5 separate regions of the Mus musculus genome follow, and regions 1, 2, 3 and 5 are each linked to region 4. A link is a contact called in public HiChIP or PLAC-seq and Micro-C data. All regions are on one chromosome and are shown on one strand. The core of a region is the stretch at or near the end of the contact, and the rest is flanking DNA. Distances in the headings are between cores, read along the strand shown. Region 1 has its middle 44 kb from the start of Gm33388. Region 2 has its middle 24 kb from the start of Inhbb. Region 3 has its middle 6.5 kb from the start of Gm33388. Region 4 has its middle 33 kb from the start of Gm46144. Region 5 holds the start of Inhbb (inhibin beta-B).

Region 1 (5,255 bases), core at 812-3,311, 180 kb after region 4:
CCACTATGCAGTCAAAACAGAGCCTGCCCCAGATGGGAGCCGGTCCACATCAAGAGGAAGAGCCTGGGGACTCTTCCAGAAAGCAGGTGTGACTCATTAACTGAGCACATACTAGCAGCCCAAGGGTGTCCCAGAAATCAATCCAGGACTGGAAAACTCTGGGAGTGAGGGTTGGCCTCCACTATAAGAAAGGAAATGAGAAATGGAGGAGGGAAATGACTGACCCAAGGTCATCCAGCTGCAAGGGGCTGAGTCCAGCCTCTGGGTTCCCACCTGGCTGGTACATATGGCCTCAGGGAGATCCTGGCCAGCATGGGCCAGATCTGGGAACAGACAGCAGGAAGGATGGCTTCCTGGGCACCTGCAGAGGATGCAGCAACAGAAGAGGGCCCTGGGACACTTTAACTGCAGCATCCGGGAGTCCTGGGACTTGGTCACTGCGACCTTACTTTTCTTATATGTCCAGCAGGGCCTTCCTCTCTGGGCCTGAGCTTCCTCCAACATCTTTCAAGAGTCAGTTCCACTTCTGGCCATCTTGGGGACTGTACTCAGACCTTACATGCAAGTACCTTGCATGGCTACTTCTCTCACAAGCTGAGTCATCTTACCGGCCCATATTCTGGTATCTTGGGTTGTGGCTCAATTCGTAGAGTACTTGTTTAGTGTGCACAAGGCCGCAAGCTCTGTTTCCAGCATCACACAAGTCAGACCTTGTGTAGCCTGACATCCCAGCACTCAGCAGGTAAAGGCAGGAGGATCAGAAATTCAAAGTCATCCTTGACTGCATGAGTGTGAGGCCCAGTGAACCCTTCTTTGCAGAATGACTTACAACCACCAAGAAGAGTGCAGGAGCAGGCAGGAGCCCCCATTCTTCCAGACTGTCCATGGGCACTCTGGTGTTTTTGGTCACCCCACCAAGGTGGGGCAACAACCACCCAACTCCTGGACAGCTTGAGGAACTAAGAACACAGGGGTACTCAGCGGCAAGTGGCAACTATTGTGTTGTTAATGATGCAATGTTCCAGCCATTATCTACTTTAAGGCAGCATGCTCCCAATGCTAGCAGCCTGTGTCTAAGAAAACAGAGGACAGGCTCATAGGTCCTGAACACCTTCCCTGGAACAGGGCACTTGTTATCATTCTATGGACAAGGACACTGAGAAGTAAGGTGTCTCCCCCAAGGTTACCATTCTCACATTAGTGTGAACTTGACTTAAACACAGGCTGTATCTAAAGTGTTGTGTGAGCTTGTATGAGCCTGTACACACACACACACACACACACACACACACACACACACACACACCTCACAGGTTCTCATTACGGCGGTAGGTACGGGTGTAAGATGAATATATCTTCAGGGCTCTCTGGATTGCTGTGCTGGGAGTCAATGCTGTCAGAGAATGAAACTTGCCAGGCACAGAGTCTTCCCCACTGGTATCAGCCCAGCGTTGAGTGTTCCCTGAAGGCAGAGCGGGCGGTAAGGTCCTGCTACCCGATCTTAGCACCATCGCCTGCATAGGTAGCCATGGCTCAGCAAGTGGGCTGTAGACAGTCGACCCAGGAGCTCTTGGAGACTAGCCTAAGGACACTAGTCTGTGACTCAAGGCCTGGCTCCTGAGGTCAAGGGCTGCTGGGGTGGGGGCCCAGAATGCTTCTGGGACTCTCCTTCCACAGCAGCTAATTTATTGTGATGCAAAAATCCGGCTCCAGGGCGGGAAGCGAAGCTTCGAGCCAAGCACGCTCCCATCCTGTTCCCTTCCACATATTTTCAGTATTTATTGTCCCCATATGTGATGCTGAACATTCAAAAACATGTTGCTGAGATTCCTCCAGAAAGGCCTGACATTTCACAATATCCCTCCGATGCTTGGGATTACTGCTCAGGAGGAAAACGTGGTTGATTCAAAACAGATTGGGGCAGGAGAAAACAATGGCGGGGCCTGTGGAGAGACCCCCAGGTCCACCACAGCAGAAAAAGGACGGAGGAGCCCTAGCTGTGCGAGCTCCCATCAGAAGCCCAGAGCCAGGGGCACTCAGGAGGCGTGGCCAACTTGATGCTCCACAACTGCTGGATCAACAAGGGCTGGTGTTGGGGCTCGCCTGGGAGCAGGCGCTTCCGTCCTACACCGCGTAGCAGCTCTTCCCTGATTTACAAAAGGAGATAGTGAGCTTATGCTCAGCAGGCTAGTCAGTCAAGGGCTGGGGCAGGCTTGTCAGTTAAGGTTTTCACCCCCAAAAGCTATGTTTGTTATCATTCTGTTTGGAGAGGTATGTACTGTACTGTAATATAGTGCCGTGTACATGTAGTGTGTACACAGACAGAAGTCAGAGGAAAATGTCAAGTCAAATGCTTTATTGCTCTCTATCGTAGTCCCTGGAGACAGTCTTCTCACAGAACCTAGAGCTAGGCCAGCAGCCAGCAAGACCCAGTGATTCTCCTGTCCTGGCCCTCAAAGCACCCGGCCTCCTGGGCACTGGCAACCTAGAGAGAGAGCATAGGATCCTACTACCTGACCCCTTCCCAGCTCCCACTACCTGGAGGCAGGGAGCTGTGTGGGTTCTGAACTCTACACTGTCACACAGACAGCACACCCTTTCCCTTTCCACCCCAAGAGTGGGACCATACACTGCAGCAGTGCTGTGCCCTCCTCTGGTGCACAAAGAGAAAGGTGTCACCTCAGACCTTAATCTTTAAGACCAATGTGTCGTGGCATCAACGAGTGAGCACCTATATTTGTGACTTTTCCTGTTGCTGTGACATGATGCCTGACAGAGGCAGCTTCGTGGAGGAAGGGTTTATTCCAGCTCACAGGCCATCATGGCGGGGAAGGCACGGCAGCGGGAGCGGGAGGCGGCTGCTCACACGGCATCCACAGTCAGGCTGCAGAGAGATGGATGCTGGTGTCAGCTCACAGTCTCTGTTTTATTCAGTCCAGGACCCCAGCCCATAGACAGTGCCAGCATGTTCAGGGTGAATCTCTCTACTTCAGCTTACCTAATCTGGAACCTCCCTCACAGACGTACCCAGAAATTTGTCTCATATTTCACAAATTTTGACATATTTCACATATTTGACAATTGAGATTAACTAATGGGAGGCAGAGAAGTAGCTTTAGTGGATCAGAGCATTTGCTATACAAGCACAAGGACTCAGGGACTGGGTGAGGAACAGAGGCAGGAGGATGGCTGGGACTTGCTCACCAACAACACATATGGGTTGGAATTCCAACCCATAAGAGGCAGAGGCAAGAGGATTACAAGCTTGTGTCCAGTCTGGGGTATATAGCATGGAAAAGAAAAGGGGGGAGGGGCAGTGAAAAAGAACACAGGAGAGGAGAAAAATGAAAGCCATACCAAACCTGTTGCCCAGAGGCCCGGTCAGAAGGCAGATCGCCAAAATGGGAACAAAAGGTCTGTCACACCTGAGCCTGATGTGACAACAAATGTCAAAGGACATGTTGAGTGGACCCAGAAGCGACCTCACAGAACTCAAGCTTCTTATGCCATACACCTTTGCCTGCTGCTACTTAGCAAGTCCCTTGGACTGTGTGACTAAGCCAGACCCCATGAGACCCTGCTCCAGTCTGGGCAACAGACCTCAGGTAAGGTGGTCAGGCCTTGTGGAAAAGCAGAAACGTAAGGTAAAACAAACATGTAGACGGCTCAGAATATCAGATTGCTGGTGAATGGGCTAGAGATATGGCTCAGGTATAAAGTGCTCGTTGCGCAAGTCTGAGAACCCCAAGTTCAACCCCTGAACCTCATTTATTTTTAAAAAAAAAAACAGGAGGAGTGGCACACCTGTTTCTTTAAAGATTTTTAATTTTTTAAATTAAAACTTTAGTTATTTTTCTAGTTTTAACTCTATCATGGATTTTTTGGAGGTTTGGTTGGTTGGTTGGTTGGTTGGTTGGTTGGTTGTATTTGATCATAAAAAATACATTTGATACTAAAAGTGAAGGCTTCACAGTGGCCTTCAGAGGCCAGAAGAGGGCATCAGATGCCTGGAACTGGAGATATAGGCTGTTGTCAGCCCTCGTGTGTGTGCCGGGAACTGAACTTGTTTACCTCTGGAAGAGCAGTAACCCTCATAAGCACGGGGTCACACTCCAGCTTGTGGTAACATACTTACAATCCCAGTTAGCAAGCTCCAGGTAAATGTGAGAGAACCTGTCTCATTAACACAGGACTTTACCTGAAGGTTACACCTCTGCCCTCCACATATATGTGTGCCCACATACATACCTGCACGAACACACACACACACACACAGGTACAAAAATTGTGGTAAATAGGTGCATGATACACCAATTTTTAGTATATCTCAGGGGCTAGTGGGGTGGCTCAGAGGAGAAGGTACTTGCCACCCAAGCCTCATGACCTTAGTTCAGTCCCTGTAGAAGGAGAAAACGGACTCCATCAGGTTGTATCTGAATGGCGTACACACAATCACCCACCAGCATCACCCCACCCCACCCACGCACCCTGACACACAAAAGGTTATGTAAGATGAGAAGAATGGTGGGAAGAAAGAAGAGCATTCCCTCCACGCAATTTATCTCAATGTGTCCGATGTACATTTAACGGTTTTGCTCATTTAAATCGCCCTTCCTTGCAAGGTCAGGCCTTGCCATTTAGCTTCTGTTACTTCTGGTGTCACCAGAAACTAAAGGCCAATGAAGGCCGCCTGGCAGCGTACCCAGGCCGAGGGATGCCAAGTACTCAAAGACCCTGCCGGAGACTGAGGAGAGACAGGCCGCCAAGTGCATCTGAGGCAGCGGGTGCTGCTCTCGAGTACAGACCTGGACAGGCCTTCACCCCCTGGGCCAGAAGAAAGGAGCCCTGGACCAACCCCAGCCCAGAGCAAGGCCTGGAGGTCCCCACTTCAAAGCCTCACACTAATGCCTCTCGACAAGCATGGCTGAGCCTTGGGGTGTTCCCTTGAGGCTGACAGCCCCTGTTCCCAGACAAAGCCAAAGGGAGCAAGGCAGTATGAGGCCAGGGGCATACTGTGACCCAGCTTTGGCCTAGTGAGGAAAATGTGATTTCACACTAGGCCCACGGCCAAGCATTCATACCCATCCAGGGTCTGCCACTTTGTACTGACTGGTCATGGGGTATCTCCCTCACATACCCTCTGCTCTCCTTTTTCTACCCTGGTGACAAATGAGTCCTAGTCTCTAACTACTCTAGGTCCATATATCAGGTTTCAAGCTACCTTTGGTCCCACAGAAAGGTTGGAGGGTGGAACA
Region 2 (5,526 bases), core at 1,391-3,890, 230 kb after region 4:
ATCTGAGTCGAATAAAGAATAATGATGGCTTAAAAAAAAAGAAAGAAAGAAAGCAAAATGAGCATTGACCAGAGTGAGCCAGTAAGCAAAGTTCCTCCGAGATTTTTTGCTCCAGATTCCCACCTTGATTTCCTGCCCTGACTTCCCTCAATGATGGATTGTGACCTGGAAATGGAATCCAAACAAACTCATTTCCCCCTAAGTTGCTTTTGGTCACGGTGTTTATCGCAGCAACAAAAACTAAGACACGACTGGGAGACAAGCAGATATGCCTACTGTGCACATGTGCCTGCAGGTGTGCTGGTCTGTGTTGCTGTGCTTGTGTGCCTATGTGGGTGAGTGTGAAGGCCAAGGATCAACCTCAGGGTGTCTTCCTCAATCATTTCTGCATCTTATGTTTCTGAAATAAGGTCTCCCTGAGCCTGAAGTTCAGCATGGAGCTTTAGACTGAGTCAGCCCTGGCTCTAACCCCAGCCAAAACTGCAGCTCACATTTTGTACTGGTCTAGTCTGAAGGGCCTATGGCCCAGAAAGTGGTGGCAGTAACAGCAGCAGCTGCTGCTGCTCCTCTTCCTCCTCCTCTTCCTCCTCCTTCTCTTCCTTCTCTTCTTCCTCCTCCTTTTCATCTTCCTCCTCCTCTCTCTCCTCCTCCTCTTCCTCCTTCAGACTTATTTGTTATTTCATGTATGCGTGTCCTGCATGTGTGTATGGGCACCATATGTGTCTCGCTCCTGTTGAGGTCAGAAAAAGGTGTCATGTTGCTTGGAACTAGAGTGGTGGTTGTGGTTGTGAGACAACACACGGGTGCTGGGAACCAAACCCAAGACCTCTGCAAACCTCTGAGCCATGTCTCCAGCCCTGTCTACTCTCTGGCCCCTTCTCTTCTTTTGAGGCAGGATCTCATGTAGCCCAGGCTGCCCCCAAACTCTTTGTGCAGCCGAAGATAACCTTCTGTTCCTGTTCCCACCTACTAGGTGCTCGGATTACATGTCTGATTTATGCAGTGCTGAGACTGGGATCCAGGGCACTGTGAGTAAGAGACAAGTTCTACCAACCAAGCTGCATCTCCAGCTGCTGCTCCTAGTCTTTCTAGAGGCTGGTGGATAATTCATAAGTCACTGAGGTAGGGAACAAAGTTTAGAAAGAAGATTGCATGGGGCTTGATATGGGGGAGGAAAGGGAGACATGAGGAAGGAGTCCCCAGGCAGCAGGCAGAGCGCTAGGGAGGCCTGGGTGAGAGGGGAGATTACAGACCAAAGGCGGAAGGAAGGATTTCCAAGGTCACAGAAGTTAGGCTGACTAGGGCCGTCAGGATGAGCGCACATTCATGATTAGGAGCATATTGTCAGATACCAGCCATCAATTATGAGCTGAGCTACTTTATGGCTCCACTGGGAAGAGGACCTCCCAAAATCCACAGCCTGACCACAGAGTCACCCCCTTATAACCAGTCCACCTGGGAAAGAGATGGTCACATCCCACCCCCACCCTCACCCCCACCCCCACCCCCATCCCGGGCAGCTTAGATTCCAGGCATACTCAGGAGGCTGACCTAATATGATATGAATCCCAGCCCTGCACTCTCCAGGGTTGAAGTCCTAAATAAAGAAGTCAGTTTGGGATCTGGGTCCAAACAGGACAAACTTAGTTCATCTGTCCCTATGTACAGAGATCAATACCCAACTTTCACCAACCACCCTTAGTGTGGCCCAAGACTCTGGGCTGACATTTCTCTCAGCATTTGGGTGAGTGACCCTGAAGCCAGACGTGTCTCCTGGATACACAGTGAGGGTCCAGGAAAAGAAGGGGCTTGGGGTTTCTGGTCACAGCTGGGGCAGAGAGAGACTAACAGAAGCAGCTTGTTTTATTTTGAGGCAAAGCTTCATTGAACCTAGGCTGGCCTAGCACTGTATAGGCAAGGATGGCCTTGAACTTCTGATCCTTCTGTTTCCATCGCTCACACTAGGGAGTGGCATGCTCCATCATGTCCAGTTTGCTCAATGCTAGCAACTGAACCTAGTGAGGTAGGCACTCTGTCAGCTGAGCTACCTCCTTATTCTGAGGAGCAACTTTAAACTTAGAGCACAGCCACCTGACCTCGTTTCTCAGAAGACTAGCTGAAGTCAGTAAAGCTGAGCAAGGCTTGGATGAGGGGATGCTACCTGGGACCACACGGCTAGCCACTAAGATGTCTTCCTCTTGGTCTCCAAGTGTCTGCCCCACCAGCAGGGTCCTGACCTGGCCCAGCCTAGCCTTGTTGATTGCAGAAGAGATCTGGAGTCTACCAAACCCTAGTGATGTTGGGATAAGATGACAGTTGGAACCCAACCCTGTACACCAACCCAAAGGAGTGACAGGCCTCAGACCACTGCAGAGGACCAGGGCGCACAGCATCCTGGGTGCCCACAGCAGCATTCCACCATACAGTCAGCCCTCCTGGGAGGTCTCTGGTCACACGGTGCACCCGACAGCTTAGACTCAGGAGACCCAAGAAGCTGACTTAGTACCATATGGGTGCCAGTCTGCAAGCCCTCAGGAATGCCCAAGTCTGTGTGTACCCGCAAAGTCAGGAGGGTGCGTGGAGAGTCAGGAGTGCTTTTGCAGCTCTGGGCCAGCAGGGGCCTTGGGAGCAAGGACCAGGGCAAAGGGGAGCCCACAGCTACCTTGGCCAGCCCCAGCCCAGCTATAGATTAAGAAGCCCCCTAGCCAGCCGCAAGACACAACAGAGATAAGGAGCTATCACATCACGGATGGAGCAAGGAAAGGCAGCCAGGGCAGGCTCGCTCCAGACTGCCAGCAGTCCCCTTGGGGGAGACAGGAATGACGCCCCCCCTTCCTTAGGAGTCAATGATGTGGAGTGACGGGAGTGACCCAGACACTTGGCCTTATCCAAATTCTATGCTCACCAAACCCTGAGCTGCTTAGACATAGGATAGGCAGGCACCTTGGGGTGAGCGAGTGAACTTCCAACTCAAGAAGACACAGCCTTAACTCAACCTTCAATCTAGGAAATGGCTGCAAAAAGGCAAAGTGCCTCAGGCATCGACTCCTAAGAGTGTGAACGCCCCAGCTTTCCCCAGAACCCTGTATCTGGGATTTTCATAGTTTGGGGGATTGAACTCAGGGCTTCGTGAATACTACCAACTAGTCACATCCCTAGTTCCAGTATTTTGGTTATGGTATCCCAAATTTTGCCCTTGCCGTGTACTCCCCAGAAACTCCCTGCTTTAGCTGAAGGACTCCCGGCCCTCCTTCAGGTCTTAGCCCAAGAGTTCCCTCCCCCAAGAGTCCCCTTGACTCTGACTCTCTCTCTCATTCTCTCTCTCCCCCTATTCCTGAACTTCCCTCCCAGTGGCTTCAGGTCCACACCAGCAAGGGCTGGCCAAGGATCAGGTCCCAGAAAACACACCCACACGCTAAATTGATGTGGAAGCCCATTTCCTTACACTAAGAGTTCCTTTTTCTTTCTAAGTAAAAAGGGCAGGTTGGAGCCAGGTGTGGTAGTTTACTATTGTAATCCTAGCATCTGGGAGATAGAGACAGGAAGCCCCAGAGTTCAAGGTCAAGAAGAGCAAGACAAGAAAAGAGTGGAGAAACCAGCCTGGCTCTACCAACACTTGCTGGCCGTGTGGGGTCTGTGGGCTGGGCCCTGAGGGAATCATTTCCAGGAGATTTCAGCTACCCCTGGGCTTAGGCTTTTCCACAGAATAATGGGATTGCAAATTTATTTGCAGTAAGATGAATTGCAGTCTGGCTGTGATGGTGCACATCTTTAATTCCAGCCCTCAGGAGACAAATGCAGGTGAGTTTCTGCTTCCAGAAAGTGACTCTGAGGGTAAGGGCTCTTGCCCCCGGCAAGATGTAAGTTGCATCCCCTGGTGAAAGGAGAGAATCTATCTACTCCTGCAAGTTATCCTCTGACCTCAACAGGCATCCCATGACATGCATGCGCCAGCACACAGACACACAGACACACACACATCCACAATTAAGTAAATGTTTTTAAACCTCAAAAGTATAAATTATAAATAAAGGCTCTGAAAAGTTGTACAGCTGTTTCTTTGAGGTTCCTTAACCCAGGATGACACAGGTACCAAGGTCCTGAAATGTTGCTTTCAATCCATACAAAGGCAGTAAGTTCTCAGGTTAAAAAGAAAAGGCTGGGCTGGCAGTAGAGCTAAGTTGCTAGAGAGCTTGCTTCACATTCAGGAAGCCCTGGGTTCAATTCCCAGAAGTGCTTAGAGAAACGGGGTGAAGCAGGCCTGTGGCTGTGGTCCAGCACACAAGAGACAGGGCAAGAAGATCAGGTCTCAGAAAGGGGGAGTGTTCTTTTCTTTTTGATATATTCATTTATCTATTTTTGTGTATGTGTCTACACATACTTCATTGTTGTTTTGAGACAAGGTCTGTCTATGTAGCCCTGGCTATGCTGGAATTCTCTGTGTAGACCAGGTTGACCTAAGGGCTGAGATTGAAGGTGTGCACCACTATGCGTGTTAAGCATTTTTGTGTATCAGTGCACATATGTATGTGGATGTCAGAGGAGAGTCCAGCTCTCACACAATTCTGAGGATTCTTGGGTCACTGGGCTCAGGAGGCAAATACCATTACAGCCTCCCTCTTCTTTCATCTCTCTTTCTCCCTGCATGTGAATGTGTGTGAGTACATGCGCGTGTGCATATGTATGTGTGTAGGCCAGAGGTCAATCTCAGGTATTACAGCAGAGGCTCTGTCTACCATGGTTTTCCCTGCGTCACTCTGCATCTTGTTTGGGGGACAGGGTCTCTCACTGAACCTGGAGCTTGCTGACCAGTTGGACTGGCAGCTGGTTACCAAGCCCAAGGGACCAGCCCGGGTAATGAAGGGATTGGCCTGCCAGTGTCCTGTCAGCTCCAGGATTAACAAAAGCAAGGCACATGGCTTACTACATAGTTTCTGGGGATCAAATTTTCATCCTCTTGCCATCTTCCCAGCCTAGACATCCCTGTTTTGTTTTGTTTTGTTTTGTTCCCTTTGAGACAGGGTTTCTCTGTGTAGCCCTGGCTGTTCTGGAACTTGCTCTGTAGACCAGGCTGACCTCGAACTTACAGAGATCTGACTGCTTCTGCCTCCCTTACCACACCAGGCTAGCCCCTGTCTTTAAACATTCTCCTTCATGTTTGTTTTTTCCTACTGAGTTCCTAGTGTGTCCTAAGAAAATCTACCACATGCCTTGTAGAAAGTACCTAGAAACACCCACACAGCAGCAGCCTCTGGGCCTAGTCCGTGAAGAGTCGGCCATCCGGTTTTCACTCAGATGGTCCTTTGATGTGGTTACCATACTCTCTCCTGTTTTCTCTCAGGTCACTAGCCTGGATAGACTGCCTCTCCTGTACAGCCTTCAGAGGATTCCGTGCCCCGCTCTGACCCGCAGCTCCTGCCCACTACCCTGTGGTGTGCCGAGGCACTTCCCAGCAGTTGCTCTGTAGCCTTCTGAGCCAGTCTCACCTGCCTCGCCTTACAGAAACCACCAGGCCAAAGTAATAGC
Region 3 (5,791 bases), core at 3,022-5,521, 130 kb after region 4:
CACACACACACACACACACACACACACACACACACATACACATACACACACATACACACACACAGAGAAGTGTAATTGTTTTAAGATTTACTTTTATTTGTTTAATAAGTTATGTGTATGTATATGGAGTACAGGTGACCTAGAGAGGCCCAAGGAAGGTGCTGGACCTCCTGGAGACTGATTTACAGGTAGTTGTGAGACACCTGATGGGGTTTGGTCCTCAGAAGAGCAGCAAATGCTCTTCACTGCTGAGTCATTTCTCTCAATTTAAGAGAAACAGAGACACAGAGACAGAGAAAGACATAGAAACAGAGACATAGAGACAGGGAGAGATAGAAAAAGACAGAGAGACTGAGATAGAAAAAGACAGAGACAAAGAGAAAGACAGAGAGACAGAGAAAAGATGTAGAGACAGAGACAGACACTGACAGAGAGAGACAGAGAGGGGTGGGCCTTAGACATCAATAGCTGTGAACTTGGGCTTCACTCGGCTTTTACTGAGCAGGTTTGGCTATCAGACCTGAGGTACTCTGCCAAGCAGAGGCCCAGCAGTCCAGCAGAACCTCATGGTGGGACAAGTCTAGGAAAGATTAACTGTCTACGACATTACCTTAGGACCCTGAATGTTCAGCCCAGTCACATCCTCTGTCCTAAACCTCTGTACCCTGTAGCCAAGCCATCTGATGTCCATGGTTCAGTCTCTGCCCTGTGGTGCTCACGATAAATGGAATTAGACATACCTCAGCCACAAGCCAGTCAGACATCCAGACGATGCAGGTCTGTCCCTGGAGAATGAGCTGGTCTCAAAAGCAATGTAGTGACCTCTGGAGATGGCACAGATGTGTCACTGGGGGCTCTGGAGCTGGGTACTTTGGGGTATGGCTCATCTTCTGTGTTCTTTTTCTTGGCTAAGACTTGGTGTGATCCAGTATATGTAGCATGAGGGAGTAATCCCTCAGGTTCATTCCCCTTTACATTTGGGGACTGGATCTCCAATTTGGAGAATTTGGAGCTTGCTGACTAGGCTGGTGGCAGGCCATTGGGGATCTACTGGTTTCCATCTCTCCAGTGCTGAGGTTAAATTAAGCAAGCTCCACCATGATCAGCAGTTTCTACATCAGTTCTAAGAATTGAACTCAGGTCCTTGTACCTTGTACCTTTACATCATCTTCTTGCCTGGGAATTATATGTTTTAATATATAAAATATCTATTTAAATTTATTAATATAATAAACTATGTATTTATATATAATATATTATTTATTTGTTTACTTATTTACTACAGGGGATGACATGTGTGGAGGTCTGAGGACAAAGCACAGAAGCGGGTTCTTTTCTCCCACTGTATAGGTTCCAGAGATTGAACTCAAGTCTTCAGCCTGGGCAGCAAGCACCTTGACCCACTGACCATCGTGCTGGCCCGTGGTTGAGAATTTTGGAAGTATGACATACCACACACCTGTCCCTCAGTTTGTGACTGCCATTTGCACGCTCAACATCAGATGTCTGCCTATATCTAGCACTTCAGTTTTCTCCTGCCCTGTAGGGAGCAGACCTATACCCAGAAATCTTAAAAGAAAGAAAGAAGGAAAGAAGGAAAGAAAGAAAGAAGGAAAGAAGGAAAGAAAGAGAGAGAGAGAGAGAGAGAGGAGAGGGAGGGAGGGAGGGAGGGGAGGGGAGGGGAGGGGAGGGGAGGGGAGGGAAGGGAAGGGAAGGGAAGGGAAGGGAAGGGAAGGGAAGGGAAGGGAAGGGAAGGGAAGGGAAGGAAGAAAGACCAACAGACATTTATTGACAGATGCAGACCTGTGTGTGCAGAGGGCTCCCTCACAACATACACCCATGAGTGGACACATGGGATACCTGCACACTCACTAGGTGTTCATGGAGCTATGCACAGTAGGAGAGGAGGGCACATGTAGGGAGAAACCTTGATGTGAAGTCAATGTCCCCCACCCCACAGCCTTAGAGACCAGCCTCAAGGCCTATGCTGCCCCCAGGACCCCAGGCCTTTGCCTGAACTGTCTCTGTGTCTCCCCAAAGCTCAATTGTCCTCTCCTTGAGGCACCCAGAGCCTCCTCAGAATTCCCCTGGTCAGGAATGCACCAGCTACCCTGCCTTAATGGTGTACCCCCAGATGCTGGGACACTTGATCATCAGCACCACACAGTCACTTAAGGACCCAAGCCAATAGAAGCTCCACCACCAGTCTTGCCAGCTGAGCCACCCTTAGTGGCCATGGTAGGGAAGAGGGACACCGGCGGGTCAAGCCTCACACTAATGGGAAGTGAGTGAATTGTACCTCTGTCTTGTTGACTGGAATTAGTCACAAGGTGCCACCTCCTCTCAGGGGCCCTGGGAAGTTCAATGCTCCATGCTTGCTGTCCTCTGATGCTGCCCAAGGTGAGGAGAGAAAGCAGGACTGGGAAGAAAGTGCTTCATGTACATTCATGAAACCCAGACCTCGTGTTAAAAAATGGGTGCCATGACATGTGCTCTTGTCCCAGTGCTGGGGAGGTGCAGATAGCTGACCTGAGATTCTGGACAGCTCACAGAGCCGACTTGCTGAGTTCCAGGTAAGAGACTCCGTTTCAGGGGGGGGGGGGGGAAGGAAAACTAAAGATGGTTCCTGAGACCAACACCAAGGATTAGCACATGTGCATACACACACAAATATGCATGAATAACATATGTGCATCTGTACACACACACACACAGAGAGAGAGAGAGAGAGAGAGAGAGAGAGAGAGAGAGAGAGAAACAGGCTTTTGTTCTCTTATAGTTCTGAAAAGCCAACCAGTGCTAAGATGATCCTGATAGGTCCAGACACACCCACAAGCCTCAGCTACTGACCTCTTCCTCTCTCCCATCCTCAAAAACCACAAAAAAATACCCACTTCCCCACGTGACCTGCTGCCCTCCTCTCATTAATCCCCTTGTATCTACCGGATAGCCCGTGCTAATCCTCCCATTGCAAGTTCCTTAAATCCTCACATAGGCAAACCCAAGACAAGATCTCATGTAGCTTAGGCCGGCCTCAAACTTGCTATGCAGCGGGGGATAACCTTGAACTCTTGACCCTTCTGCTTCTACCTCTTAATATCCAGAATTAAAGGTCTACACTACCATGCCTGGTTCCTGTGGTACTGAGGCCCAAACCAAGTAGTTGATAGGGATCAGACAAGCCCTCTCCTTACTGAGCCATATCCCTAGCCCACCCCGCAGGATTCTGAGGACCTTTAAAGCGCTGCTCACCGTTCCCCTCCTCAGTGCTAATGTCACTGCTCACATGGCCTCTGTTGGGGTCTTTAGGGTCAGCACTGGAGAAAGCATCTACCCACCCACCCACCCCCAGCCCCACCGGCGTCTAGGAAGTCTGCAGGGAGTCAAGGAGTTGCGGATCATGATTGAACAAACTTGGCAAAAGCAAGAGGTGCGTGAGAACAGGGAGCCCAGGAGAAGGTGGGTGGACAGGACAACCACCTCGGGAACAGCTAGTGGGGACAGGAACTCTCTGATGTGGCAGTTCTAGCACAGCATGGGCCCTTCATGCCTATGCATGGAGGGATCGTGTGGGAGACGTGTGGAAAGATGGGGCAGAAGAAACAGAATGGAATATTTCACTCTCCTGTGGCTTCCTGTTCAACAAACTGCAGGGACCCGTCTATGTCTGCCCTCCCAGCACTGGGATTACAAACATGAACCACCACACAGAAGTTTTTTGTTTGTTTACTTTGCTTATGTGGGTTTGGGGGAGTGAACTGGGGTCTTCCTGCTTGCACAGCCAACACTTTCCAGACTGAGCTGCCATCTCCCCAGATCCCGCCCCTTCTCCTAAGCACCACAGGAGGTCTCCATGCCAACCTTGCAGTGCCACACAGATGAGGGAACAGAGGAGCCCCTGACCCAAGTTCTCAGGCCAGCCAGCTGACTAGGCTTGAATTTACAAGCCCGTGGTAGTCACTGAAAGCACCGGCCATGTTGGGCCCGCCCATCCTGGGCCAAGCTTTGCCGCACTTCCAGTTGACCATCCTGTCTCTTTAGATACTAGACCTCATCAGCAAAACAAAGATTGCAAAGCTGCTTTTGGCTCCCACCCTTCCGCGGGCAGCCCTGTAATCAGGGTGGATTCCCTGAAGGGGACTGGGACTAGATCTGAAGTTCCTGCTGCAAACAAGACATAGTCCCTTTGGTGTGGCCAAGAGATGATCCAGCATGAACAGGGAGAGGCCCAAGGCACCGATGACTCCATGGCCCAAAAATGAGAATCAAAGAAGCATACACGATTGTGCAAACTTCCCACAAGCTGCCAGTCAGCCCTGGGCAGGAGGAGAAGAGCTGTTCACATGCCTGCATGTGAGCTTACTATGTTTAGCTTCGTTCACTATACATACAGGCTGTCAGGAGGGGCTGGATAGAAACCAGAAATGATGGACCTCACCAGGCCCCTCGTTCCAGACACCTGCTCTGTGGTTCAGCCATTCACTCAGCCAGGAGGTCAGTCAGTATTCCTCTATCTGTTTCCTCATTCATTTCCCAAGAGTGTGCCAGGGATTGTGCAAGGCTCTCTGGGTAAAAGCCACAACAATCTCAAGGAGCCTGCATGTCCTGAGAACCTCGAAGAACAGCAAAGCACTAAATATAGGTAGCCCTGGGCAAGCTTACCACAATGATAAAGGCATGTGCCTAGAGCCCCGGAACATATAACATAGGACTCTGGTATCTCCCTAAGGAAAAAAAAATTAATCACTAGTTTAAAAAATCAAAACAAGGGGGCTGGAGAGATGCTCAGTGGTTAAGAGCACTGACTGCTCTTCCAGAGGTCCAGAGTTCAAATCCTAGCAACCACATGGTGGCTCACAACCATCCATAATGAGATCTGACTCCCTCTTCTGATGTGTCTGAAGACAGCTACAGTGTACTTATATAAAATAAATAAATCTTTTCTAAAAAAAATCAAAACAAGATTTTACACCTGAAAAATGTTTAACTCTGCAAACATTTCTTTTCTCATGAATGTGGAGTTGAACATGACACTCAACGTGGTCTTTAAATCCCCATTGAACTGAACTGGCCAAGAACAATCAGCACGAAGTCATTCTCCAAATCCCCTTGGTACCCGGGGCCATACAAAAGGCCTGGGTCTTGCCAATCTGTGAGATAGCTGGGAAAGGTGGTCCTGACACCCAGTGACCGTGGCCAAGCCCAAGGCTCAGAATGCTGGGGTATATGGGGTGCTAGAGAGGTGGGTCAGTCATTAAAGTTCTTGTCATGCAAGCATGGGGACTTGAGCTCGATCCCCAGAATCCCCGTAAAGCAGCTTAAACCAGCGAGCAGGTGGAGCACGCACTCGGCACTCAGGAAGTGGGTGAAGCTCACTGGCCAGCCAGGCCAACCAAATCAGTGCGCTCCACCCGGGTGGATGAGAGGTCCTGGATCTGAAAATAAGGAGGAGGGGCCGAGGAGATGGCTCAGCAGGTGAAGGCTGATCAGACTTGAGGTCAACCCCCACGACCCACATGGTAGGAGGAAAGAGCCAACGCCCAAGAGTTGACCTCTGAACTTCACACATACACCATGCATGTACCCACACACACGCATACACTCACATGCAAAATAAATACACAAACATGTAATTTCAAACAAAATTTTAAACAAGAGCAGGGAGAGATCCACAAAGACATCCAGCCTCGACCTCTGACCTGCACACATGTGCACCCACGTGCTTGCAACCTCACACAGAGTGCTGGGCTCTGGCCATGCTTCGACTCTTAGGTCCCAGGACCAGTGGGCC
Region 4 (5,480 bases), core at 981-3,480:
GACCAAGGGAAGATTGGATCTGCTGTGGTCCAGCAGTGACCTAACAGCAGAAGGGGTAGCCAGGCTGGGGAGGAATACAGGGAACTATCTTAGGAACAGGAGAGGGAAAAGAGCCGGAGGTTGGCTGAAGTCCCTTGCCAGCAGCAAGCAAGGACTCCAGCACAGTTAGCAGTCGCTTAACGCTTCCTCTCTTCCCAGCCATTGGCCTGAAAGTTTCTAGCATCTTCTCCTTTACAGGAAAAGGACATGCCCTAACCCTATGCTGCTCTAGTGAGTCCTGGTTTTGTGGGAGTTTGCTTTGCTTTGTTTTTGGATTTTTACCATATTATAACTCCCTTCGAGGCATCTCACCAGCCATCCCATCTCACTTATCAAAAGAAGCATTTTTAGCTATTTGAAAAACCACCAAAATAGTATATATGGCTAATGTTAACGTACTTCTGTGTGGCTTGCCCTGAAGGAGCCTACATAAACACTTACAGATATGCCTCACTATCTTCTTGACTGCCTTTCTGTCTAAATATCTATTTTTAAGTTAAAAAATGTTTATTATTGTGTCTGTACATAATATGGAGGGGGAACATGTAGAGATCAGCGGTCTCTGAGCCCGTTTTTTACCTTCCACCATTGGGCAAGCCCCAGGGGGCAAAGTCAGCTCTCCAGGCTTGCTCTGCAGAAGCCTTTACCCACCCACTGAGCCATCTTGCCAGTCCCTCTTTCTAAGCATCCTTCTTTTTTTAAGTTCCAATTCTGCTTCATCATACTTGCTAATCCTCAATTCTGTTCGGCTTCAAAGTCCTGCATTTGCATTTGTCCTGAATTGAGGTTCCGGAAAGATTAGGGGAGAGTCTCAAACTGCTGCGGTTGGCAACAAGAAACTATGTCTCCATCTCCTCGGCAGTGAAAAACCTGCCGTGGCCATAGTGGCCATAGCGCAGCCTTCCTGCCCCACCCCCACTGTAATTCTGTTGTTCTCCTGGGCACAAGCATCCCTCCATAGCATCCGCCCAAGTCCACCGGTTACAAGGCCCAAGACATAAAGGCCATGTTGTTCTGAGCCTGGGCAAGGCACAGGGGCTCTGGCATGACAATAGTAGTTGACTGTGTTCTCAAGAGGTCAAGGTAGGGGAGAAAAGACGAAAGCTTGGGAGACACAGAACTGCACAGGGCTGGATGGGATCACCTGCAGAGGGCTGGGGATGGGCAGCCCAGTGAGCAGGGCAGCAGGGGCCCAGAGGATGGGCCAATTGGAGCAGTGAACACTATCATGAGGTGTGAACCCTCACCCCCTTTGTCTTCTAGAGTGGCCAAGTCTTCTTTGCTAGATTGGTTTTAACATTTTTATTTCATTTGGTATGTATGAGCACACACTGAGCACTTTGATCCACCGAGTCATCTTGCCAGTCCAAACTCATTATGTAGCTGAGGCTGACCTTGAACTCAAGATTCTCCTGCCTTGCCTGATAGCCAAGTCTTCAGATATGTGCTTCTCTTCCTCTCTTCCCCCCACTCTCCCTCCCTCCCTCCCTCCCTCCCTCCCTCCCTCCCTTCCTCCCTCCCTCCCTCCCTCCCTCCCTCCCTCCCTCCCTCCACTGTTGTCTCTTCCCTTCTTTTTTGTTATTATTTTTATTCTATGTGTATGGGGGTTTGGCCCATGTTTACGTCTGTGCACACAAAGGCCAGAAGAGGGAATCTGGTTTCTTAGAAACCAGAGTTACAGATGGTTTCAAGCCACCAGGTAGGTGCTGGAAATTGAACACGGGTCCTTTAGAAGAACAGTCAGTTGTCTTAACTGCTGCCCAATTTCTCCAGGCCCACTTCCTCTCCCCATAAGACTGTTGATCTTAAGGGTTTAGGGCCTCACCCTTGTGATCTCATGTAACTTCAATTACAATCTCATTACCTTCTTAAAGACTACTTCAAACAGTCAAGTCAAATGTTAGAGTTTCAACTGGGGTTTGAGGGAGGAATAACTTAGGGGTTGCCTGCTGTAGGTTTTCCAGCGTTAGGTGAGTGTATGTGTGCGTATGCTTGTGTGAACATGCCTGTGTGTGTGCTGGGATGTGCTTGTGTGAGAGAGAGAGAGCACTTCTGATTCCTTTAGTCACTGTCTTGAGGCTGAACAAGTGTCCCTGCAGGCTAGATCAAGTCTTCAGGCCTCCCCTGTCTTCCCTTGCAGTACAGGCACACCCAGCAACCAACTGTTGTGATTCAGAAGCAGGTGACTGGACGGAACAAAAGGATGTGGAGCCCAGGCTTACTGCCGGCAGCACGATTCTTTCATGATGCCTCACAGATAGATGTGGTGACCTTTCCCTGTGGTTCTAAGGCAGGAGAGGCTCAGAAAAAGTTGGGTCATACAGCTCAGAGGCCGCCCTGAGAGGCTGCCAAGCTTCAGGGGACTTGAAATGGGGCTCAGAGAAGAGCAGTGATCTCCCTGCATCTGTCCCTGGTGAGCACAGGTGAGCCCAGCCCCAGGATGCAGACTCTGGTTAGTACTAAATGCCAGTTTGGCCTTCTCTGGAGTCTACCCGGCAATGAGTCTCTGGGTATCTGTGCGAAAGTTTCTAGGTTGGGTTAATTGAGGTGAGAGGACCTACCCTAAATGTGGACGGGTGATGTAATCATTGGTGCTGATATCCTGGGGGGGAAGAAAAACGCAAATCAAGCTGAGCCCCAGCGTCAGCATCCATCTCTCTCTGCATCCTGACTGTGGATTCGACATGACCAGCTGCTTCACACCACAGCGGCAGTACCCCCAAACAATAAGGCAAAATAGACCTGCCCTTTCCAGGTTTTTCAGTCACAGCAATGAGGAGAATAAGGACTCCAAAGGCCACATCTCTGTATCAGTCACTTCCTCCCACCCCTGTCAGCCCCTAGAAAGTTCCCACACAGTCTACAGCAGTGGTTCTCATCCTTTCTAATGCTGTGGCCCTTCAATACAGTTCCTCATGTTGTGGTCACAACCCCCAACCAAAAATTTTGTTTTGTTGTTACTTCATAACTGCAATATTGCTAGTTATGAATTGTAAATAAATGATATGTAAGATATCTGATATGTCACCCCTGTGAAAGAGTTGTTCGACCCTCAAGGAGTCATGACCCACAGGTGGAGAACCTCTGAGCTAGAGGCTTGATGGAGATTCTTCTCCTTGTGTGGCCTCTGGTAATCAGAGCTCTGTCCCCTAAAGCTTCTACAAGGCGCACCAGCATCCACTAATGGATCTTGCTAAGCCCACACTTGGATCCGCCTGACTCTCCCAGGGCCAGCCACCTGCATGTGTTTCTGTGGGACCTGGGAAACTGGGCTCTGGGGCTTCTTTGTGTAATTGGCACCATGTGCAGCCTGGCTTTACACTGGCGCACATCTGCCAACAGGGTGAGGGAAGGAAGGTCTTTGCTTCAGGCAGGAGGATGGCCCCAGAGGCCTCAGGCAACTTTTCCAGCTAGGGATGACACTATAGCCATTTTTCTGTACCCTAGGACTCTGATGTCCTAGTGGAGTAGAAAGATGGCCTGCGTCCTCTTCTTCCTCTACAGTTGGCATTATGGTTTAATTCTCTCATCGTGTGTGTGTGTGTGTGTGTGTGTGTGTGTGTGTGTGTGTATGTGTGTGTCTGACTGTCTCTCTCTGTGTGTTTGTGTGTATCTGTGTGCATGCACAACACTCGTGCATTGCTTTTGCATCTATTTAAGGCAAAGTCTTCTTGTCTTGCCATATAGGTCAGGCTAACTGACCCACAGATTTCTTGAAACTCTCCCTGTCTCTGCCTCCCATCTCTGCTAAATGGCATGCTGGGACTGCAGACCCTCATGCTACTGTGTGTGGATCTGAACTCAGACCATCAGGCTCACACCGTAGGGATTTTTGCTCTCTAAGCCTTCCCCTAACACTCCTGCCAATCTTTGCCAAATTCCACCCACAAAGCTGGGCACCTGAGGGTTTGGCGTCCCTCAATACCCTATGCAGCTGGCCTCTCTCTCTTTCTGTGCATGAGGAGCCATGTGTGTGCCTGCGGGTGCAGAGGAAAGCCTCAATGTCATTCCCTGGGTGCCACCCACATTGTGTCTCTCACTGACAGAGAAGCGAGTGTTGGAAGTAAAGGGCCAATATCCACTTAAGGATACACCTTCAATAACACAACTTCCTCTGACTTAGCGTGTGTGTGTGTGTGTGTGTGTGTGTGTGTGTGTGTGTGTGTGTGTGTGTGTATGTTCCTCTATCACTCTCTGACTTACTGCCTTGAGACAGGGTCTCTCACTGAACCGGAAGCATTTTGGCTAGGTTGGCTGGCAAACAAGTTCCTAGGATCTGTCTCTGTCCTCCAGGGTTGGGATTACAAGCACACCCAGCTGAGCCCAGCCTTTACATCTTCATTTCTTTGTGTGGGTGTGCCTGCTTGTCTGTATGTGTACCATGTGAATGCATGTGCCCATGGAGGCTAGAAGAGGGTAGCGGATCCCCTGGGATTGAAGCTGCAGGTCTTTGTGAGCTGCCTAATGTGGGTGCTGGGAACTGAACCTGGGTACTTGCAAGAACACCATTACTCTTAACTGCAGAGCCATCTCTCCATCCCTAATGCCCAACTTTTTATGTGGGTGCTAGGAATTTGAACTCAGGTCCTCATTCTTGCAGAACAAGCATTCATACCCTCGAAGTCATCTCCCCAGCTCCATCCCCACTGCATACAGGTTCATAGCTCAGCTAGCTAAAGTGCCTAGCTTGTAAGAACAAAGACAAGTGTTTAACTTCTAGAATCCATTTTTTTTAAATGAAATATAATGCCTCGAGTTTGTGAATCCTGGTACAGGGTAAGCAGAGTCAGGTAGGTCTCTGGGGCTTGCTGGCCAGCCACCTTTGCAAATCATTGAATTCTAGGAATGGTGATTGGCAACTGAAAAACAAGAGCAGAGGTTGTCTTCCACACATGCGTGCACACATGACTACATGTACATGCTTGCACATGTATGCTGCACACACAAACAGGTCTACCACCTTCCAATACTTGAAACTGGGAACCAAATTATCTGTAGCGGGTCTTTGGGAGATACTCTAGAGCCAAACTCCAGCAAAGTTCCTCTCTGCTTTGCTTTGCTTTGTTTCTTAAAATGCTCATCCTGACGGTCTGTTTTGTCAAAATCGTATTTATTTGTCTTCATCTGTCACCAGCATTCAAAGTCTCTGGACCTAACTCCCAAAACAAAGGGAGAGGAAGAATTCCTTTTTAACAACTTCGGGTCAAACCTGGTGTCATCATCACGTTGAGCAACTTAGAGGAGCTCCTGGTTCTTGGAGACCCCCTAGATTTCACATCCTGTTTGCCATGGGGGCAGACTGGTAGGGAAGAGCTTCTAGGAGTCTCGAGCCTGCTGGGTCAGGGTGAAGGGCAGGCTGACCTGACTTTTAGCTAACTAGGGCACAGAGCCCTTCCACAGGGGCCTGAGCAGCCTCCCGACAAATCATATTTATAGGATAC
Region 5 (6,061 bases), core at 1,244-3,743, 250 kb after region 4:
TTGCAACACGGGGCCTGGGAGGACATTGCAGAAAGGAATCCCACTCTTTGTTAACTACAAACTCTGCCCCTCTTCCCTGGACCAGAGAGGGCTGCGGCTGCTGCCAGGCAAGCCTAAAGGCATGAGGCTGTTCCTGAGCCGCTTCTTTGCGTAAATGATGGACCTGTTGAGAAGCTGCCTTCCGCCGACTCTGGTGCCCACACAATCGGAAGGGAGGTTGCCTAGCTCTCCCCACCGATGCTTCAGCAATCCTGGCAAGCCCATGCCGCCGGGCGACGCAAGCGGCCCCGGGAGCCTCTCTCTCTCTCTCTCTCTCTCTCTCTCTCTCTCTCTCTCTCTCTCTCTCTCTCCCTCTCTCTCTCCCTCTCCCTCTCTCTCTCTCCCTCTTTCTCTCCCTCTCTTTCTCCCTCTCTCTCTCCCTTTCCCTCTCCTCTCCTGCCCACGTATATCAACAAGCACACACATCTCCATCTCTACACTGCTAAGCCTACACTCGGATCGTGGGAAACAAAAACATTAAGCAATCACTAAGCAAGTGCCCGCAGAGCCAGGGCTGCGCGCATCTGCCGGGAGGGGGACGCGCGCCCAGAGGCGCTGGGGCCCAATTCCCGTGAGCCAGGATGAAGGGCAGGGTGCTTCCCAGTTGCTGCAGGGAAAGGGAAGCCGCAAAGGATCTGTAGTCTGGGCGCGCAGTATAGAAAAGGACTGCCACCCTGGGAAGCGCGCAAGGCCACCGCAGAACGTCTCTGCCCGGAGCCTAAATGCCCTCGGGGCGTGCGGGCTGCAGAGGCGGTGAAGGCAGCAGGGCTTCCTAGGAGAAGGAAAAAGGGAGGGATCGCGGCCGCCTCTGGCTTCCCTGTGGCCGAACCCACCTGTCTCTGCAAAGCTGATGATCTCGGAGACGCGCTCCTGGCCGTCGGCGCCCGGGCTGGCGTGGCCGTCGAGGTGCGGGATCTCCACGCGGCCGTCCTCGCGCACCTTGCCGGCGTGCAGCTTGCGCAGGGCCGTGACCATGGCGGCCTTGGGGACAGCGTGCGTGATGTTGGGCCGGCCCCGCAACTGCAGGCGGCTCAAGATGTGTCTCTTCACCGCCTCCAGGAAGTCACCGTCCACCCGGCCCAGCTCCTCCGGCCGCCGGAAGCCGCCGCCGCCGCCACCGCACGACGTACAGGTGTCCTGCGAGCCACCCGGAGCTCCGGGTGGCGGGGGCGGGGGCGGCGCAGCGGGCGACGGCGGGGGTGTGGGAGAGCCCCAGGCCTCGGGTCCCAACCAGCCGGCCACCAGGAGCAGAAGGCAGGCGGCCCCCAACGCCCGACCGGGCAGCCCGTCCATGGTGCGCCGCTGGCGACGAGGGCGCCCGCCGCGAGGCGAGGCGAAGCGAGCTCAGGGCCGGGCTCCGGGCTCTGGGCGCACCGCCCCGCCCCGCCCCCGCCCGGGCCTCCGCCCGCCCGCCTGCCGGGAGCGCCGCCGCCGGCTCGCAGGGGGAGGGGGCCGGCCGGGCCGCGGGGGTTCCCGCGCGGCCGAGAAGGGGCGCCGCGGGGACCAGAAGGGAACGCGGGCTGGCGGTGAGGGGGTGGGGGGGACCGCCGGGTCAGTGGCGCGCTGACGACTCGGGGCGCCTAGGCATCTGCAGCCTGCCCATCCTCTCCGCGTCGAGGGCCACCGCAGCCCCCTGATCGGGGTGAAGCGAAAGCGAGGAGCGGCAGCAGCGGTGCTGGCACGGTGGCTTGGCTCGGCCGGGCTGGAAAGGTGGAGGGAAGAGGCGGCAGCGGGCGCAAGTCGCTCTGGAGACTGAAGCGAAGGTGCCGGAGACCCCGGGCGCGGCGCTGCGGAGGGCGCTGCGGCTGGGGCCCCGCGACCGCACCTGAGCGCCTCGCCCTGTCGCTGCTCGCAGCGAGGACACGGCCGCCCGAGGCAGCGGCGGTGATGGGCAGGTCCTTCTCCCCTGCTCCGGGCCGGCGGGAGGAGAGAGAGCTGTGCGGGGGAGCGCCGCTGCGCGGGCCCTTCTTACAGGAGGTGCCGAGCCCTCCTGGGCGGCGGGCCCTGCAGTCCTCCCAGCGCGTCACCCGGCAAAGTTGTCTCCAGGCTCCCCCGGGCGCCGCATCCACGGGCGGGCGAGCCGCGGCGCGCTTCTCCTGGGCCTCTGCTCCTCCCTGCTTCCCTGTGCCTGGCCGCCTGAGCGGGCCGGCCGGGGCGGCGGAGGAGGGAAAGGCGGTGGCAGGGCCCTTCTCGCCGCTGTCTCTTCTGCCTGCCGCGGCAGTGGCGGCCAAAAGTCTCTCTGTGTCCCCAGAATCGAGTGCCCTGGCTCGCGCTCCCACTGGCACACGCTGCAGGGCCGGGGAGAGAGCGAGTCGGCGGTGGCGGTGGCAGCAGCGTCCCCGCGCCCAGCCGTGGCTCGGAGTGCAGAGCGCGCCCGAGGAGTTCTTCGCTTTGCCTTCTCTTCCTTTCCACTCCCTGTTCTTTTTTTCCCGAGGGGTAAAAAAGCCGCACAATCTCCGTATGTGCGCGCGCGTTGAGATAGACGTTGGCAGGAAAAAAAGGGGGGAGGGGGAGTGTCGTCCGGGCAGTGCGGGAGGAGACGGTCCGCGCCTCCCTACTCGGGCGTCCCGGGGGCGGAGGGGGAGGCGGATTCTGCAGGTCGCTGCTGCCTGATCCTCCTCCCACCCCCTCTTCCCTCCGCTCTTTCCCTTTCTGCCTTGGCGAGGAGGGGCAAGAAGGTTCTCTCCACCCTGCGCCCCCCCCCCCGCGATGCCAGGCCACTTTTGCTACCTCGAAACTTTCCCACCACGTGAGTGCTCCAGACCCTCGCCCCATGGGGCGATGGATAAATGGCACCGACACGCTCCTGGTGTAGGATCCGGGTGCTTCTGGACACCCCTTACTCAGGGCCACGAAAGCCGCCCCCCGCCCCCGTCCCAAATTGTCGCCTTTCACAACCGGGACGGGCGACCCTCTCTCGCCGCAGCTGCCCCTAGAGCCTTCAAGGGACGATCTTTCGCTATCCAATCTGCTAGGTGGGGGTGGGGAGTAAGTTCGAATGCAGCAGAGAAGAGGTGCGGCTGGATGCCACCCTCGGGCTACAGCGCCCTCTTCTAGCGTCCGAGGCCGCTGTCCCAATGGGCGATGGGTTAACCCCCTGGGCTAGAAGAGTAAGGGAAGCGGAGGCTGCTGGAGGCTTGGCCAGCTCTGCTGTAGTTGGCCCGAGGGTCTACCTGCATTGTTTGGGAACCCATCTTTGAGGACCCAAGGTCTCTGGAGGCTCAGGGCTTGCCAGACTGTTGGGGTCTCCACTGTCCCATTCGTGTCTTGTCACACTTGGCCTCAGACAAACCCAGATTCTAATGAAGGGCTCAGGTACTACCGGATTTGAATCCAGTCCAACCTCACCTTGCCCTGCCTCTTTCTCTCTCTCTCTCTCTCTCTCTCTCTCTCTCTCTCTCTCTCTCTCTCTCTCTCTCTCTCTCTCTCTCTCTCTCTCGGCTGTAAAGGGGCACTGTGATACCTGCACCACACTGGTGCTTTGGGAGGTCCAAACAGACTAAACCAACCTCGCAGAAGCGGATATAAAGATGGTTCTGGGACGCTCTTCTGGCTGCCAGTAATGGGTGGGAGTCTGACTCCCAGTACTGACTAGAGAACTGCAAATGTACCCTCTTCTTTCTGTCTCTTTTCCCGACCCTACCTGGGTCTGGGACGACAATGCCCACGGGGCACAGTTCCCAGAGACCAGAACACATTGCCTGCAAACAGCCCCCCCCCCCCCTTCCCAGGACGCTTACCCACAATAGGCTCACCTAACGACAGGCAAGACTGAGAGGTAGACGCATGGATGGTTCTCTTTGGAATCGGGACAACCCTCCCTAAAGACACCTCAGACTTGGGGAGGGGGGTCGTTCCACCAACATCCATTGCTTCCCAACTTCCCAAGACAACCCTACCCTGTGGACCTTAGCCAGAACAGCAGTTCCGCGGAAGCACGAAAGTCTGGGAGCAGAGCGCCCCCTCTCTCCCTGTAGGAGGAACAGACCAGAAGTCTGCGGGGCAAAACTAGGGCGGGTCTGACTTAACCAACTCTGAGTCTGAAGCAAGAGCCCCTCTCCTTCCCGCCCCCGCAGAATCCAGACGATAATAGCCCTTCTGCCCTTAGGAGACCCATTCTTTGCTGTTCCTGTCCTGTGTCCTTTCCCCCGCCCTTTCAGGGTCCAGTGAGCCCTTGGGCAACTAGGAGATGCTCCTGGCAGCCTGTGACAGCCCAACCTGAATATGGTCCTGAGCCTACCTGCCCCACCTCAGACTTTTGTGTATACACTCCAGGCACAATACACAATCTGACCCTCTGGCTCTTTCTGTAAGCAGATCCACCCACTATTTGGCTATTTCATCCTTGGTCTTTAAGATTTAGCCCAGTCTTTCCTCCTGGGTGAAGCCCTCACTGGCCCTCTGTGCCCCAGGGAAGTGATTTATCTAATTAGGTAGGTGCCCAGTGCCTGGCTGGCTGCCTCATTGCCTGACTTAGCTCCAGCACAGGGGCTAGGTCTCACGGGCTCTGTCTAGTGCCAGACCTGACAGATGACCAGGGAGGGCTTAGGAAGGAACGACTGATGAATGAAGGAGAGAAGTCATTAAGCCAATGAAAGGTTTAATGACCCCTTCCCCTCCCCCCAGCTCCAGCCTGACCTATGCAGATAGTCTTTCTCACCAGCCTCGACTGGGCTGGACAGAGCTATAGAAAAAAAAAAGGGACAGTAGCTGTTTGCCTTCGGGAACTTGAAGCAAATCTGCCTGTTGACCTGGCACCAAAGAGGCAAAAGCCACCCTGTCCTTGCTGGTGGGAGGAGGGTCCACACTTCCAGCCCTGCTGCTAGTCAACTGCCGGGAGGGAACTGGGTCAAGGGTAGTCAGAAACCATCTGCTGGAGAAGCTGGGATTATCCTGCCCTCTGCTGATCCCCCAGCCCACAGGAGCTGAGGGTGTAAATTGAGTTCTTCCAGATCATCTTGTGTTGCGGGGGAGTGAGGGACACATGTCCCCTCTAAAGGGGAAGAGCTGAGTTCCTGTTGCTTTGAAACCTCATTTAGCTCTTGCCTTAGATTCTGCTGGTGACCTCAGCCTTTGGTCTTGGCTGGGGACATGACTGTGCCTGTCAGTTTTGAATACAATCATGCCCATCAGTGAGAGGGCTACACAACCAGGCCACCCCCACGTAAGGTTCTGGCTTGACACTATCAAGGAACTCAGACAAACCCAATGGCAGAAACAAGGGGGAAAGAAAACATGGCGACACAGTGGCTGTGGACACACTGAAGATAGAGAGAGGGTGCTCATCTAAGGGCACAAAACATTTCCTCTCATGCCATTCTGTGTGTGTGTGTGTGTGTGTGTGTGTGTGTGTGTGTGTGTACATGTGTGTGTGTGTGTGTGCACATGTGTTTCATAACCCATGATAAGTGTCAATTTAGGACCGACAAAGCCTAAGAAACAAGGCAGATCATATAAAACAAGCATTCTCCCCCCAGGGACAGTTCAGCTGGTAAAGTGCTGTGGTACAAGCATGGGCACTTGAGTTTGACCTCCAGAATCCATGAGCTTGGGCTGGGGGTAAACAGAGCCCAGAAGGTGGGCTACTCGCTTGCCTACAGGAAGTCCTGGGTTCCACCCCAGGGTCACACCAGCCAGGCATAGTGGTGCACACCCGTAATCCCAGCCCAGGGAGGTAGAGGCAGAAGACCAGAAGTTCAGGGTTACCTCAGCTCTACAAGGAGTTTGAGGCAAGCGAGGGCTATGTAAGACCCTGTCTCAAAAATAAGCAAAACAAACCAACAAAAACTTGGATGTGGTAGCACATTACTAGTGCTCCCAGCTGGAAAGGTGGACAGGTGGATCCCTGGAGCTCAATGGCTGGCCAGTCTAGCCTACTCAACCAGTTTCGGGCCTGTGAAGAAGAAGAGGAGGAGGGTACCTGAGGAAATACACCCATGGGTGACTTCTGGCTTACACACATGCAGGGCAGCAGGTGGGGGGGGGGTTGTAAATATTACTGAGAACCCAGGTGCAGTGCTTG

What was found. Hi-C and Micro-C count contacts between places; a contact is called where the count stands out from the background. HiChIP or PLAC-seq counts read pairs in DNA pulled down with a chosen protein or histone mark.
Region 1: a Micro-C map of embryonic stem cells shows a contact between it and region 4, with 1.5 times the contacts expected there. The contact joins two enhancer-like sites. A contact is called at or near these places in 6 of 484 Hi-C or Micro-C datasets (embryonic stem cells and uterus), 5 of 115 datasets of contacts at active chromatin or transcription factors (all in embryonic stem cells) and 1 of 9 other capture datasets (embryonic stem cells).
Region 2: an H3K27ac HiChIP or PLAC-seq map of embryonic stem cells shows a contact between it and region 4, with 3 times the contacts expected there. The contact joins two enhancer-like sites. A contact is called at or near these places in 5 of 115 datasets of contacts at active chromatin or transcription factors (embryonic basal ganglia and embryonic stem cells) and 1 of 9 other capture datasets (embryonic stem cells).
Region 3: an H3K4me3 HiChIP or PLAC-seq map of embryonic stem cells shows a contact between it and region 4, with 6 times the contacts expected there. The contact joins two enhancer-like sites. A contact is called at or near these places in 1 of 39 promoter capture datasets (liver), 6 of 484 Hi-C or Micro-C datasets (liver, muscle stem cells and nephron progenitors), 10 of 115 datasets of contacts at active chromatin or transcription factors (embryonic stem cells and liver) and 1 of 9 other capture datasets (embryonic stem cells).
Region 5: a contact with region 4 is called in an H3K4me3 HiChIP or PLAC-seq map of embryonic stem cells, with 34 read pairs. The contact joins the promoter of Inhbb here to the enhancer-like site in region 4. A contact is called at or near these places in 5 of 39 promoter capture datasets (3T3-L1-derived adipocytes, the SN4741 cell line and embryonic stem cells), 36 of 484 Hi-C or Micro-C datasets (the HL-1 cell line, brain, cerebral cortex and 11 more), 20 of 115 datasets of contacts at active chromatin or transcription factors (VIP interneurons, craniofacial prominence, embryonic basal ganglia and 9 more) and 3 of 9 other capture datasets (adipose tissue, liver and pancreatic islet).

What each region holds. Positions count from the first base shown.
Region 1 is chr1:119,346,955-119,352,209 of GRCm38.p6, forward strand. No RefSeq gene overlaps it. Among named protein-coding and RNA genes, the nearest start is that of Gm33388, 44 kb to the left of the region's middle. Within about 2 kb of position 2,062, at least 43 of the 459 cell types and tissues checked have an H3K27ac peak or open chromatin away from gene starts, as enhancers often do. A contact at or near this core is called in embryonic stem cells, where this site is marked.
Region 2 is chr1:119,395,366-119,400,891 of GRCm38.p6, forward strand. No RefSeq gene overlaps it. Among named protein-coding and RNA genes, the nearest start is that of Inhbb, 24 kb to the right of the region's middle. Within about 2 kb of position 2,641, at least 10 of the 459 cell types and tissues checked have an H3K27ac peak or open chromatin away from gene starts, as enhancers often do. A contact at or near this core is called in embryonic stem cells, where this site is marked.
Region 3 is chr1:119,296,005-119,301,795 of GRCm38.p6, forward strand. No RefSeq gene overlaps it. Among named protein-coding and RNA genes, the nearest start is that of Gm33388, 6.5 kb to the right of the region's middle. Within about 2 kb of position 4,272, at least 38 of the 459 cell types and tissues checked have an H3K27ac peak or open chromatin away from gene starts, as enhancers often do. A contact at or near this core is called in embryonic stem cells, where this site is marked.
Region 4 is chr1:119,165,426-119,170,905 of GRCm38.p6, forward strand. No RefSeq gene overlaps it. Among named protein-coding and RNA genes, the nearest start is that of Gm46144, 33 kb to the right of the region's middle. Within about 2 kb of position 2,231, at least 11 of the 459 cell types and tissues checked have an H3K27ac peak or open chromatin away from gene starts, as enhancers often do. A contact at or near this core is called in embryonic stem cells and trophoblast stem cells, where this site is marked.
Region 5 is chr1:119,419,755-119,425,815 of GRCm38.p6, forward strand. It overlaps Inhbb (inhibin beta-B), which reads right to left and starts at 2,494. Exons shown (of 2, transcript NM_008381.4): 1 at 873-2,494. The coding sequence starts at 1,332.